3 separate regions of the Zea mays genome follow, and regions 2 and 3 are each linked to region 1. A link is a contact called in public Hi-C data. All regions are on one chromosome and are shown on one strand. Each heading gives the region's core, a stretch centred on a gene start, on an enhancer-like site or on the middle of the called end of the contact. The rest is flanking DNA. Distances are from core to core; before and after follow the strand shown.

Region 1 (5,083 bases), core at 757-3,256:
TCATTGTTCCAGACTAGATCCCTTCTTGTATGGCCATAAATCCAATGCACCATACGCAGTTTCACAACACTTATCTTATGAACATGTCGTCTTTTTGTAAGCAACATTCTACACCATACAACATAGCAGGTCTAATCGTCATCTTATAAAACTTGTCTTTTAGCTTTTGTGGTACCCTCTTGTCATATAAAATGTTGGATGTTTGATGTCACTTCATCCATCCTACTTTGATTATATGGCTAACATCTTCATCAATATTCATGTCTCTCTGTAGCATTAATCATAAATACCTATTCCTAGGTAATACTTGACCTTGCAAACTATCATCTCCTTCCTCATGTGTAGTAGTGACGAAATCAGATCTCATATATTCAGTTTTAGTTCTACTGAGTCTAAAACCTTTGAGCTCTAGAGTCTCCCACCACAACTCTAGTTTGTTATTTATTCCTACCCGACTTTCATCAACTAGCACTACATCGTCGGCAAAAAAGCATACATCAAGGGATATCCCTCTGTATGCACCTTGCCATCACCAAGGCAAAAAGGTAAGAACTAAGAACTCAAAGATGATCATTGATGCAGTCCTATTCTAATCAGGAAGTCGTATCATTGTTGTACAAGTCCTTAATGAGTCCAACGTACTTCTTTGGAACTTTATGTTTGTCCAAAGTAGTAAAGTACATCACATAATATTCCTTGTATTTCGTCATAAGACTTCTCCAAATCAACGAAAATCATGTGTAGGTCCTTTTGCTCCCTATATTGCTCCATCACTTGCTTATTAAGAAAATGGTTTCGAGGCGTGAAACCAAACTGGTTCAAGGAGATCCTTGTTATTCCTCTCAACCAATGCTCGATAACTCTCTCTCATAGCTTCGCTTATCAACTTAATTTTTCGGTAATTAGTACAACTTTAAATGTCTCCCTTATTCTTGTAAATCGGTACCACTATACTTCACTCGCCAGGCATCTTGTTCGGTCGGAAGATTGGTTGACCAACTTGGTTAACCATACTATAGCTATATCCCCGAGGTATCCCCATACCTCAATTAGGATAGCATTAGGGATCATCTTGTCAGGCATCCTTTGATTGCCATATTGGCCACAGGAAATAAGTGCATCTGTTACCGATGCCAATGGAACGGCATAATGCACACGTAAACCTACCTAGCGTTGCATGCCCTTACTCCCAGGGTTCCACGCCAACTGTCAACTAACCAGTACGTATAGGTTAAACAGCAACGAACAGTCTGGAGGTATAAGAATATTTCACTGGTGCATTCCACAACCAAATCACAAGGCATACAGAGAAGGTGGGGGAAACAGACCTCCTGAAGGGCGGCGCGGACAGCATCCTCGACGTCCTCCTCCTCCTTGGCGGGCTCGGCGGCGGCGGCGGCGGCCCATACGGGGCGCGGCGGCGCGGTGGTGGCGAAGTAGTCGTCGTCGTCGTCGTCCTCGACGTCTGCCCAGGACTTGGTGGTGAGCGGCGCGGGAGCCCAGAAGACATCCTTCTGCGGCGGCTCCTGCTGCTGCTGCGCGGCCCCCGCGCCGTGCTTCTTCCTGGAGGACGGCCCGGCCGCCCTGCCCTTGTCGCCCTTCTTCTTCTTCTTGAGGGACTCGAGCGCCGCGAACACGTTGCCGGTGTTGAGCTTCACCTCCTCCGCCGCCGCTCCTCCCCGCCTCCCCCCTCCCACCATGCTCCCCGACCGCCGCGGTGGGACCCCGGCGAGGCTAGCCGAGCGAACCACGGACCCGAATCTGAATCTGCCCCGCCCGCCGATCTGCGGGGACGAGTCGGCGCGGGAGGGTCCTCGCCGCCTGGGGACCGAACTTGGATTGGGATTTGGGGTAGGGATGGACCGATGGAGGCGCGGTTGCTAGGGTTTTGAGATGGGTGGAGCCGTGGAGGGTGGAGACTGGAGACGCGTGCCGCGGCCCTCCCCTGTCCGGCGTTTGTTTAAGCAGCGGCGCAACGCAGATACGACTACGAGAGAGAGGCACAGGCACGGTGGTCTACTGGTCTGCTTTGCTCCCGTGCTACCTTACTTATCGCTAGCTACAAACGAGTCTTATCCACCCCCACCAGCATTTTACACATTGCCAGACTGCACACGCCACGCGCTGCCTCGTCCTCACGCGCCTGATGTGGGACGCCAGCTGCCAGTCTCAGAAAGAGGACTCGCCTGCGGCATACGCATGGAACCTGTAGAAATGTGAAATTGCAGAGCAGGGTAGTTGTATAGTATCACCACCAGCCATGATATCATCAGGTTCGCATCAAGTCGTTTTAACCGTGCTAAAAGCGCAATAAAAATTACAAATGAAACAAAAATAGGGCTCAGCGCAAAAGGAGGCATCGTCCATGATGCCAGGATCCATCTATGTTTGTCGTAGACAGGACAGATATCTGGGAGATCCTCCTACCTCAAAATTAGCTAGTAGACACATGACAGATAGCCTACCTGAAGTTAGCGTATGAAAAGAGAGACAGCAGATACCAGCCACCAGGAACAGTCAGAGTAGCATGTGCCGGAAGTAGCTGGGCACACTCCCGTATAGCGCTAGCGAGCGATCTGACAATGACAAGAAGCGGTATTGTAACACTGCTACCACCTGCCTATTACTATTACTGTTCAGCATACTGATACATCAAATACAGTGGAGATATTACCAATCAAGAGTAAACTTAAGTACTGGAACTCCTCCCGATTTACATGACCACAAAAGGGTGAACGACTCTGCTCATCATCCAGGGGTGAAAATTGTGTACACGGTGTAGTATGAGTTAAAAATAAAAGAATGCTATGCGTTTAGCAGCCAGAGCGTCTCGGGCAGAATGATTACAGAAGGTCAAGCGACGAAGAATATGAAGATCATGAGGAACACCATCAGCACAAAGAATATCTTCATCATCAGCCACCTGTTGGACGAAATGCTGTTGAGGTACTTCAGGAGCTGGCCCTGCGCTCCCTCCACGTTAGCCACGGTTTCCTCCATGTTCTCGTCGATTCTGTCATAGGTAACACGTCAGTTAATAAAAGATAGCCAGTAGGGCACATCGCTGCAATACAATAGGGACAGTGTGGACTGATAATGGAGCTGTTTGGGGATAAGATCCAGGAAGATATATGCTCCCACCAATTCCGAACTTAGGGCTTGATTGGATCCCAAACAGAGCTAAAAATTAGCCCACTTTACGAAAATAAATTCAACATGAGCTAATTCGGGGCTAATAAGGGCTGACAGACTCTAACCACTAAATTAGCTACCATTAGTTCTTATTAGTCCACGTTTAGCCTTTCTAATTGGTATTCAAAAATATGCGCCAAGTCGCCAACTGTTAGCCCCCGTATATCCAAAAAGGTCCTTATATTATCACGGATGCCATTATATCCTAATCAGCCAGGTACATAAGTTGGTTCATTTTTTTCATGGATCATAATTTGGCACATGTAGGCTCCTTCGCTGTGCTAGTGCCACAGTGACGCGGTACTGTTTATGTGCCCAAGGATTGTATTGACTCTTAACAACAGTCTCCTTCCTAATAATCTACTCCCTCTGTCCCAATATATTGTTCATTTTAGCTCTTTACTTTTGTGTCCATATTCAAATAGATGACAATGAATCTAGACACATATATAATACACATACATCAAATATTGTATGAATCCATTAACACCCTAAAACAAATACTATTTTGGGACGGAGGGAGTACTAACTAGTAACTACATAGATAGAAGTACAAGAACAATAGATAGGATACTGGTTGACTTAAACCTTATGCTCGTAATCTAATTACTGTACTTATTAAGAAAAATAAAAATTCCAAACCCTACCTAACCCTAATGCAGTAAGTACTGTTAAAGTGCCGGTGTCACTGCCTGCTTATGAGCTACCCAAATAGCTAAGCAGCCAGAAAATTGCCATAATCACTGTCAACATTTCAGCCGATGTTCCTCTTTGATAAGTCCATGGGATAGAATATAAGCAGTCAAAAAACAAAGATACGGATTTAAGTTCAAGTGTGAGCTGTTATTTTATGGACAATAGATAGAAAAAATGTAGAATAAAATTTAAATGAAGAAGTTCACCTGATTGCTAGCTCTCCCTGTTGAGAAACCATGGTTGCCAACTGTGTAAAGATGTTGCTCAGCTCATGGATTGTTGATTCCACATTTTGTAGAGCTTCAGCTCTGCTCTGCATGTAACTGTCCTGTTGTACTGCCAATTGCTGCTGCTGCACGAAAGGCTGAGATGATGATGATGCTCCATGATCTCCATTAGTCTTCTTCCTGGTTAGTGGGAGCACAAATTAAAGAAGAGAATCTAAAAGCACACAAACACGGTTTGCATGGCTACCATAACTTCAGGACAACCATAGAGACAACAAATAAAAAAGACTATCTTATTTCAATGTGGACATGTGTGCCAGCATTCATGACCTCAAATACAAATACAGACAGAAATGTTAACCCAAATGAAACAGCTTGTGCCCAACACATGCTGAATTAACAAATTTCATGAGTAAGCACTGAGGTTGTTCCATCAAACTAGGAACCTAGAAAATATTCAAACCAGCAGCAGAACAAGCAATACATAACATTGAATTATGATAAACATGATTAGTGCAAAGGTTGATGTACTCAGACAGACATGAGGAATTTTATGGAACAGTGTTTCTTTTGTACCACATTACCTACATGATAGCAAACGTGAAAGGGCCTCTAGATGAGTTGGTTAGTTGGTCTGAGTATCACTCCTCAGGTCCTGGGTTCGACTCTCCATGGGAGCGAATTTCAGACTGTGATTAAAAAAATCCTCTTGTTTGTTCCATGCAAAAGCACATGTCTAAGATCCGACCCTGGTCACGGTCGTTCTCACATGGGCTATGGTACCGTTGTGTATGGGTGAGACAAGGGTTTCAGGGGTTTTCTCGACCTACGTGAGAAGGTCTTCTTCTTAATATAATAGCGTGGGGGCGGTCTTACCCCCGCAGGTTGAGTTTTACATGATAGCAGACAACTAAAGTGATTTTGAATAGACTAAAGCAAGTGAAACGTTAGCAGCCCAATGCCCAACA
Region 2 (5,083 bases), core at 923-3,422, 230 kb after region 1:
GAAGAACTTGTTTATACATCATGTTGTACTCTTTTCTTTGCATGAGTTTTTCCCTCGTTGGGTTTCTCATTCAAAGTTTTTAATGAGACAACATCAACACAAGGCCTATGTCGTATCATCTATTTTTCTCGTTGAGGTTTTCGAGGATGATATATTATGACATAGCTATTGTTGTATTTGAACTAGGTTATGAGTTTATCTCCCTAAAAGTTCAAATGGATCAACAATAGAGTATGACTACTCTCCTTATTTTTCCCACTGGGTTTTTAAGGAGACTCAGCTGGTATGTTGATTTCTCAGATTTTCTGGCAAGATTATCTTGGAGAAATATTAGCCTGAGTTATATGTCTCATCATTTATTTTCCCCATGGGGGTTTTTGAGATGATGACTATAGACATATTATTGTTCTTTGGGCTAGAGGTCCATGGGAGAACAATGGCATACCATGGTTCAACTGAACCACCGAGAATTATCTATAAGGATAATTGAGCTTATGTTGTTCAGATGGAAACAGGAAAATGGAATATATAATATCTTGCAAACAAAGTATTGTGATAATCTTGTTGATCTATTCACAAAATCTCTACCATACTCAACGTTTTCAGAAATTTGTTGAGGTGATTGGTACGAGAAGACTTAAATGCTTGCAAGATCAGGGGGAGTAATTCTCCGTGATATTCGACCTGTTTTATACCATCATATTACACTCTTTTCTTTGTATGAGTTTTGCCTTGTTAAGGTTTTCTCATCCAAAGTTTTTTTAACGAGGTAATATCAACTAAGCTATATGCTTCATCATTAACTTTTTCCCACAGGGGTTTTTATGAATGATGATTACAAGCATAATTTCCTTTTGGAGTTCAAGTGAGATTTTCTCATTATACAAAAGATATTGTATACTCCTTATTTTTCCCACAGGGTTTTTGAGGAGATAATATCTTGAAAGACATGTTGCAGATGATCAAATGGATGCGAATTGATCAAGGGGGAGTGTTACAAAATATGTATAACATGTGATCAACCCTCTCCCCTGACACTTTTCTCCCAAGGGACACATCCTTTGGGAGACTCTGTATCCACTTGTATATAAGCAAGAAACCCTGCAATAAAGATACAGTTCTATCAATTCTCTTTTGCCACTGAGTATACTTCAACACTTACCATAGCATGCCAAAAGCGAAACTGATCGATCGTTCATAATAATGGAGCATAATAATTAAATAATCGATTGATTAGTACGCAGTACCCCTCGACTAGTCGTGGTTTTTTATAAGTGAAGCCGTGAAGGAACGCCACAACCAGTGGCTGAATAAAACGCCACGAGACGTGGATGACCCGATCGCATTCGCAACCGCGGTGGCCGCGCCGGCGGCAGGCAGGCAGGCACGTGAGGACACGCCAGGCGTGCCGCGTGCGGGCAGTGTACCACTTGGCCTGACACCTGCTCAGCTCAGCTTCTTCTTCTGCTGCTGCTGGGCCTGGCCCATTGGCTGGTCGGCATGCCGCGTGACCTTCTCACTTCGCCACGTGTCGCTGTCACAAAATCAATACTAGTCCTGCTGCGCCCGTCCTCGCCCCCGCCAGGCCCACATGGCAGCCTCTGCACTGCAGGATCTCATCCCCTCCGGCTGCCCGTGCCCAGCCGTCGTGGCGCGACGGCGGCGGTCGGTCTGGTAGGGCTCCCCTCCTTTCCACCAGATCAGAACAGATAGTCATAGATCAGTAGGGATGGATCCGGATATTTATTCGGATGTCAATTTTTTGGTCTTCTTTCTTCTATTGTGAACAAATAACATATAAAATTTGCTATGTAAATTTATATTCTTGTTTTTAGCATTGAGGCTATTAATATTCACAAAAAATAAACATTAAATTCGTTCTAGATATTTTTAAATAATTGATATAAAATTCGGATGTCTATTCGAATACGGATTCGGATGTTTTTTCACCTTTTTTGTTGTAGGGAGAAAATAATGTACATAAAAAGTATACAAAAATTTATTTAAATACTTTATAATATTCTTCATAACATTGCCAAAATTAGCTTTAAATTATATGTATATATATGCTAAAATATTAGATTTGTGATAGAATTCGGATGTTTTAGGAATATCCCTATAGATCAGTGTCACACCACGACCCGCCAGCCGGACCGCCACTTGCCAACCAACGCCTTTCCCTCCTCCTCCGCCTCCGGGCGCTAGCGGGAATGGACGCCGCCGAGCTGCCCCTCGTCTACCACATCGGTCTGGTGCTGGCCGCGCTCTGGGCCGCCGCCGCCGTCGGCTTCCGCGGCTCCCTCCTCTACCTCCTCGCCTTCCTCTACCTCTACATGGTGGGTACTCGCTGCCACTTCCTCTGCCCCCTCACGTACGCACTCATTAAAACACCAGGATTCGGCCCCCCTTTTTCGGCCAGAGGAAGAACACAGTACGCGTCCGCCTCTCGTACCGCGTCATACTATTCCAGAATGTATTGCCTTTTTCAGCAGGATTCGCACTTAGTATTTCGTCGATGTTTTTTTGGGGGTGTAATTTCCCTCACTGAGACTTTCTCCGATGGGACTCGTTTCGCCTGTTTCTGCCATCAAATTCCTTCACCTTCCCTGATGCAGCCTGTTCCACCAAAAAGGTCAATTTGCCACCTCATTCTGCACTCTGCTTTGTGCTTTCTATCTAGGATTATAGGTATTTTGTAAATCATTTACCAGTTAGCCATGAAATCCGGAGACCTTGCAGCGGCTGGAAAGCTTGTCGCGTGCTACCATTGCTTGACTAATTAGCATGGCACATCATATGCTGCAATTCTTTACTCCACTTAATCCAATCCAGTCCCATCCATCAGGATCAAGTCTACCTCCTGTCTAGGCAGTATAGTTATTTTCCAAAACCGTGGGTTACTGTTACTGATTCTATGCCCCCAAGGTAAATACAAAATTAGCTTCCAAAGAATAAAATCTCTAAAGAAACTAGTAACTATTCCACTTTGGCACGGTGTAACAGGCTGATGCGAGAGCGATATTACATAAATGACTGAATTAACGCTTCCGCTGTTTGGGGATTTATTGTTTTATACTGTGATTTGTAGAGCATCAGATGCTACAAAGTGATTTTCTTCATCCTTTATGACCTATACTGATCTCCATGGACTAATTTCACATTCATCAAGAACCAATCCTGCAAGATGTAAAATTTTCAAATGATTTAGCGGAGATGCCTTGGCGTTGTATCAGAAATCTCTCCGTTTTTAGTTTATGCTATGAAATGAATTTCCCTTCTCTTCATCAAGGCCGACTCCAAGCTGATTCAGAATTTTTAGACCATACTGCTTCTTTCCCCCCTGTTTTACTTCCTCATCTTTCATGGCACTTACATACTTAATTGTATTGTAGCATGTTTCTCGTTCCAACTTTTACAATAGTTTTCCAAGTCTTTTAGATCGTGATATAGTTGTTTGCTTGAATGAACATGTGCGGTACCAGAATACCAGATAATCAGAAGAAATGAAGTTACAAAAATGCTCCTCCTTGTTGTAGGTAAATGCTCGCTGTGCAGTGAGACTGCGGAAGAGGATACAACATGAAGAGATGAAATCTGCCTACCAACGAAGGGTATGCACCTTAATTTTCTGTTGCTGCACTTTTTAAATATTGCATGGATAAGTATTGTTGACTAGGCTGGAAATTTCATTCTACTCCTTTTCATTTCCTTCTTTTTTATGACTGTTCCTGCCTGTGTACATCCAGCTCATATTGTTTTATGTATCAGCTCCTCTCTGATGCAGAATCAGCACGCTGGTTAAACCATGCAATCGACAAGATGTGGCCTGTCTGTATGGAGAAGATCGTTTCAAAACTTCTACGGCCCATCATACCATGGTTCTTGGATAAGTTCAAACCTTGGACAGTCGTATGGTTTCCTTCTTTTTCCTTGGTTTTATGATTCATATTCTCTATTTTGTGGCATTTTACCTCGAACTGCTACTTTAACAAAGTTTTTCTATGACAGTCACATTTAGTTCCATTAAGTAGGCATTCCTATCGGTCGATTCTCTGTAGCTTACCTGATGTTGTTATTCTGCAGAGCAAAGCAAGTATTCAGGAACTTTACATGGGCAGGAATCCACCAATCTTTACCTCCATGAGAGTTCTACCAGAGACATCAGATGATGACCATTTGGTAGGTACTACCGTTGTTTGATCTGAATATTTCCTTTACTTCTATGGGCAATTGACAATAATCTGCATTCATTTTAACCTTTTATCTAGGTTCTTGAGCTGGGATTGAATTTTCTTTCTGCTGAAGATATGAGTGCTGTACTTGCTATGCAGCTGCACAAGAGTGTGGGACTTGGAATGACTGCAAAGATGCATTTAACAAGCATGCATGTCGAGGGAAAGGCAAGTTGACTAGTAACTGAACCACTTTGCAATTAGAGTAATAAACTTGTGACATATCATAGAAAATGCATTGCAAATACCAAACCCACTCTTAAGAAGAGTGGTGCTTTGGAAAAAAATGGCTTTGTTCGCCTAAACAGTCGTTTGACCTGTTTAATATTTCCACCATGTAAACTAGGCTGGAAATATTGCACGGATAAGTATGTGGTGCGCTATTTCCGTTTAATCGTCCGTTTACCCTGTTGTATTCGACGTTTAGCCCGAACAATGGCTAAACGGTAGCTGACCGACCATTTAGCATTAACATTTATGAAGATACTGAAAAAAATGTGATTGACATCATGCCGAAAAAAGAAAAGACTTATGATGCTAACCTTTTCAAGTCCCATGTGTTGGTGCCGTGGCTACAGGTTAAGACTGCTAATCTTTTTGCTAACAATTTCTGCATCCTAAAGTGGTAGATAAAAAAGTTACACAGTTTCTTTTATGAACTGGTGGCAAGGACCATGTTGTAATACTGTAATCATAAGGGAACATAATAAAAGTTTTCTGGTCAACAAAGGGCCTAAACATATTCTCTCCTTTTTTGTGTGTGATAAGCAGGAGCTCCTGCTGAATTAACTGTGTTAAACAATATAATAAAAATATACAGATTTGTTCTATGGCAAAGCAGATGATAAAGA
Region 3 (5,083 bases), core at 1,041-3,540, 180 kb before region 1:
TGCTAAGAAAACCATTCGTTTTTCTGCAAAACCGTTTCCTAGAATAAACAAAGCGAAACCTCCTGTCCTCAGGTGTGGTTCTATCCTTGAGAACTTTTGCACTCCCATTTCCAAATGAATCACATGGTATATAATCATTAGACTCCTTAGCATCAGAACCACGGCACTGCTTTTGGTCAAATGAAATTGGAACAATATTGGAATGACTGTGATCTTGCTTGCTGATGTTACAAAGTGCAGCAGATTTTGCTTGGTTTGATCGAGCTAACCATGAGCCAATGGGACCTGACTCAGAACTTTCTGTATTGCCTTCGCTTCCATCCATGTCTTCTCTGTCACCCTGTTCATGCTTCAGGTCAAACACTGACCTTGAGTTGGTGCATTTAGATCTATTGCGAGCTTCCGCTGGTAAGAACAGGAGTTTAATCCTCTCATTTTGAAGATTGATCCATTCTTCATCTTTATCATCATACCTGACATGATGTAACCTTGTGTCCGGATTATATTCCTTGACCAAGCCAAAGTACCAAGTCTCATCAAGAGGCCAAAAAACTCTGATCCTCTCTTTTACAATGCAAAATGGATCCACGTCGCTAGGGCTAACTTCATAAAAATGCCGACGCGGACGACGCTTCCTGAATGGAACTTTACCATCACGCTTCCGCAGCAATCTAGCAGGACTAGGTACATCCTTGATTTTTTTGTTTGAACTCTTAAAATGATTTGAATGCTGAGGAATACATCTCTTTGATGACGTATCAGATGATTTCATTCCCTTCCTTGGTGATCCAGCACATATGTTATCTGATAAAGAACAAAGCATCATAGCAGCATTTTCTTCCAGACTAACACCATCATCATCTTTGACATGGTCACACCCACCCTTGTCAACATGAACAGCTTTTGGGGCTTCACCTGAAAGATGTGACAGCTTTTCAGCTGAGAACTCAGTTTCAGAACAGAACTTGGAGCCGGTATCCTGATCACAAGTACCATTCTCAGTTCTCAAGCAACTGACAGGTTCATCACCACCAATTCTATTCTGCTCGAACACAGTTGATTTCCCCTTCTTGTTCCGCCTCAGGAGTTGGGAAGACCTAGGAACTCCATTAGCTTGTGGAATATTATGACCACCAGTCCAACTCTCAGTACTGACATTCTGATCCCGCTTCCTTAACCTCAAGACGCCACGAGGCTGCCTGATCACTGTAACTCCAGCTGAAGTAACTGAATGTTCAGAGTGTTCATTCTTACTTCTCAACAATGAGATCTGGTGACGGTCATCCAGACTATCTAAACTCCATGTGGAATCACCTGAGCTGGAACTTGGCATCCCTGGTTCATTGAGTTCCATTTGATTAGAACCCAAGATGCCGTGCTTCCTCTTATTCCCTGCAGATGAACTGCTCGAAGGAGCCTCCTTTCCACCCCCATTAGACAAGGCAGGGCCATGTCTTGCTCCAACAGATTCCCTCTCAGACAAAGTCTCCTCGCCATCTAAACCCACCACTGATTCGGTAGCATCTGTTGCAGTGGGTTTATCACCGCCACTGGATTCCATTCACGAGCCCACAGGTCAAGAGAACAGATTTCTGCAGAATTTCACCTCCCATCATACATAGAGTCCCGACCCCAGATCAGGAGCGGAAGCGTGGAGCATACGGATTCAGTTGAATCAAGTTAACAGAAACAATTTCAATCATCCTCTCATCAGCAATCCTACACCATCAGTTCATACACAATCGCCACAACAGTCCATTTGTTATCGAAACATTAAACAAATTGCAGATCTGTGCACTGAAAAAAAATGTTTTACCTTGAAGCCCTGGAGGCGTCAAGCGTCGGTGGCGGACCAGAGTGGGCGACAAGCCTCCTTGTGCCGGTGGCGTCAGCAGGGGCGACCGCGGCAAAGCGCTTAGTGTCTCACAGACGGATCGGGGAAAAAAGATGAGAGAGTCGCCGAGCGGCGAGAAGGTCCGAGCCACGGATCGGCCCCAAATTGAGCAGAGGAATCGAATCCGAGGACGGGGGAGCGCCGATCTGTGCCAAAAGCCCCTTGCCTGGGCGATCCAATGCGGGCGAATTAGGATTTCGTCGGTGCCACGGGAACCTAGGGTTTGCTCTTCTCGAGCTTTTTTTCCTCTTTTTTCCGTGGCTTGTTTTCCGTTTTGTTTGTTTGCCGGTTAAGAGCGGGGAATGGTGGGGTACAGCCAACTAACTGGCGAGGAGAGTGAGGAAGTGAAGGGTACGGGAGGAGCGGGAAACCGCACCGTCCGATCTCGATTGGACGGAGATGATAAGAGGTCACCGCTTCCAGGGTTTTGGCGGGCTTGGAGGCGCGTCTAGTGAGTGAGCGAAGCAAACTGGTTCTTTTCTTGATTTTTTTTTCAATTTTTAGTACGACGTCTGTTTGTCCGATTGCCTCGATAAGTTAGAGGCATGTTTTCCTGCCTAATTTATGTTATTTTACATAATTTTTCTGTCTAAAGTTATTTTTTTTAATTTAAACGACTAATTTTATATAAAATATGGCGTATTTAGACACGAACCAAATGTACTCTATCTTCGAACTGTTAAATCATTAATAATAAAGTTAAATAATATTATATCCGGCTATAGCAGCTGAAATGTAACAGCTATATATATTTTCAGAGATTTAAACCTTACTTACAACGTAAAATATAATAACTTGTTGAATGGTCACTTGTACGATTTATAGCTCGAAGATTCAACGATCATTTTATGTTCCAATGCGTCTTAAAATTAAATTTTTGGATATTTGATTAGAATTATAATTTGTTCAGACTATATTCTAATAAATTTAGAACTAACACTTGAAATGGAAATGTGCTCTTGGACCATTTTCTAGCATATTTTGGTGATTAAGTGCACAACACATATTAAAGTGAGTAATTATGTGCCAAATGATGAAGGAAGTGCAAATCAACAAGAAGATATGATTCTAGACTTAGTACATTGGTTTTTGTGTACTAATATATTTGTCTAAGTGGTTGAATCAGGAAAAGAAAGGGATTGGAAAGAGTTGGCTGTGTACAGCCAACTGCTGCTCAGTCTGGGTGCACCGGACAGTGTCCGGTGGTGCACCGAACAGTGTCCGGTGCGCCAGGCTGGCTCTGCCGAACTGGCCACTCTCGAGAATTCGTCGGCGGCGTACGACTATAATTCACAAGACTGTCCGGTGGTGCACCGGACTGTTCGGTGAGCCAACGGCCGCCAGCGCAACGGTCGGCCGCGCAATCCGCGCGCGACGCGTGGCCCCAGCCAACGATCGGCTGGGGGCACCGGACTGTCCGGTGTGCACCGGACAGTGTCCGGTACGCCAACGACTACAATTCTGCAACGGTCGGCTGTGCCATTTTAGGAAGGAGATTCTGCAACAGTGAATGTCCGGTGGTGCACCGGACTGTCTGGTGCGCCACACGACAGAAGGCAAGAATTGCCTTCCAAGAATGCCTCTAACGGCTCCTAGCTGCATTGGGGCTATAAAAGGGACCCCTAGGCGCATGGAGGAGAAACACAAGCATACTTTGAGCATTCTAATCTTCCACACTCCGTCTTCGCGCACTTGATTGACATTCTTAGCGATTTGAGCTCTGTTCTAGTGGTGAACTTGTTGCGATTCATTCGAGCTCAAGTCTTGGCTGTGTGAGTGCGTATTGCTGCGGATTTGTGTGTGTTGCTTCCCTCCCTTACTCTAGTGCTTTCACTTTGATCTTTGTTGTAAGGACGAGAGACTCCAAGTTGTGGAGATTCCTCGCAAACGGGAAAGAGTATAAGAAAGAAAACAACCATGGTATTCAAGTGGATCATTGGATAATTTGAAAGGGGTTGAGTGCAACCCTCGTCCATTGGGACGCCACAACGTGGAGTAGGCAAGTGTTATACTTGGCCGAACCACGGGATAAATCATCGTGTCTCTTGTGCTTGTTTTCTTTGTGACTATTGTGTTTCACAAGAGTTCGGTTCTTAGCCACTTGATTCTATTGTGCTAACACTTGATCAAGTTTTGTGGTTATAAGTTTTAAGTTTTTACAGGATCACCTATTCACACCCCCCTCTAGGTGCTCTCAATTGGTATCAGAGTCGTTCTCTTCACGAAAGGGACTAATCGCCCGAAGAGATGGATCCTAAGGGAAAGGGGATGGTGGTCAACGATAAGGGGAAGGAATCCGTCTTCAACGAGCCAAGAGACGACAAGCCCACTGACTCTGGCTCAAGTCACAAGAAGAAGGACGGGAAGAAGAAGAGGCACATCAAGAAGATAGTATACTACGACAGTGACGAATCTTCCTCTTCCCAAAGAGACGACGACGATGAGAAAAAGAAAACAGTTAACTCAAACTTTTCTTTTGACTATTCTCGTATTCCGTCTAACTCCAATGCTCATTTACTTTCGATTCCACTTGGGAAACCTCCGCACTTTGATGGAGAAGACTACTCATTTTGGAGTCACAAAATGCGTAGTCACCTATTCTCTCTCCATCCGAGTATTTGGGAGATCGTTGAAAATGGAATATTTTTTGATAATACTGACGATCCCATTTTCATTAATGAGCAAATCCATAAAAATGCACAAGCTACCACTGTTTTGCTAGCATCCTTATGCAGGGACGAGTACCATAAGGTGAGCGGCTTGGATAACGCCAAGCAAATTTGGGACACCCTCAAGTAGAGATGTCAATGAGGCCCCGAAACCCGATTACCCGTGGGGATTCCTCCATTAGGGTTAGGGTATGGGTTAAAACAAATCCCCATGGGTATAGATTTGGAATAAATCCCTTACCCATCGGGTATGGCGGGTTCGGGTTTGGGAGGGCTAAACCCAAACCCGATTACCCATGGGGATAAATACCCGGAACCGAAACAATCTAGCATCTAGGATTTTTATTCCACCATCCAGCAATCCATCGACATTTACTTGTGGACTGCTTGTGGCCTAGTGGCTGCCGACCAAGCCAACTATGGGCCCGTAGGAAAAAAGCCCAGCCGCCAGCCAGTCAACAAAGTAAAAAAACCTAGAGTCCCAACCCAAGCGGTGCGTCCGCCGCCCTCGAATCCCAAT

Evidence for each region. A called contact is a pair of places that touch in the nucleus more often than the background predicts.
Region 2: a Hi-C map of leaf mesophyll shows a contact between it and region 1, with 2.8 times the contacts expected there. The contact joins the promoter of LOC100279497 here to the promoter of LOC100191191 in region 1. A contact is called at or near these places in 7 of 25 Hi-C or Micro-C datasets (bundle sheath, ear, endosperm and 3 more).
Region 3: a Hi-C map of ear shows a contact between it and region 1, with 2.1 times the contacts expected there. The contact joins the promoter of LOC103634880 here to the promoter of LOC100191191 in region 1. A contact is called at or near these places in 3 of 25 Hi-C or Micro-C datasets (ear, leaf and tassel).

What each region holds. Positions count from the first base shown.
Region 1 is chr8:19,214,626-19,219,708 of Zm-B73-REFERENCE-NAM-5.0, reverse strand. It overlaps LOC100191191, which reads right to left and starts at 2,006. Exons shown (of 3, transcript NM_001136626.1): 1 at 1,329-2,006. The coding sequence starts at 1,700. It overlaps LOC100283387 (syntaxin 32), which reads right to left. Exons shown (of 5, transcript NM_001156288.2): 4 at 4,095-4,295; 5 at 2,602-3,013. The coding sequence ends at 2,854.
Region 2 is chr8:18,979,959-18,985,041 of Zm-B73-REFERENCE-NAM-5.0, reverse strand. It overlaps LOC100279497, which reads left to right and starts at 2,172. Exons shown (of 12, transcript NM_001152498.2): 1 at 2,172-2,336; 2 at 3,537-3,611; 3 at 3,769-3,909; 4 at 4,084-4,179; 5 at 4,269-4,400. The coding sequence starts at 2,211.
Region 3 is chr8:19,394,749-19,399,831 of Zm-B73-REFERENCE-NAM-5.0, reverse strand. It overlaps LOC103634880 (Enhancer of polycomb-like transcription factor protein), which reads right to left and starts at 2,290. Exons shown (of 5, transcript XM_008657462.2): 1 at 1,817-2,290; 2 at 1-1,719. The coding sequence starts at 1,561.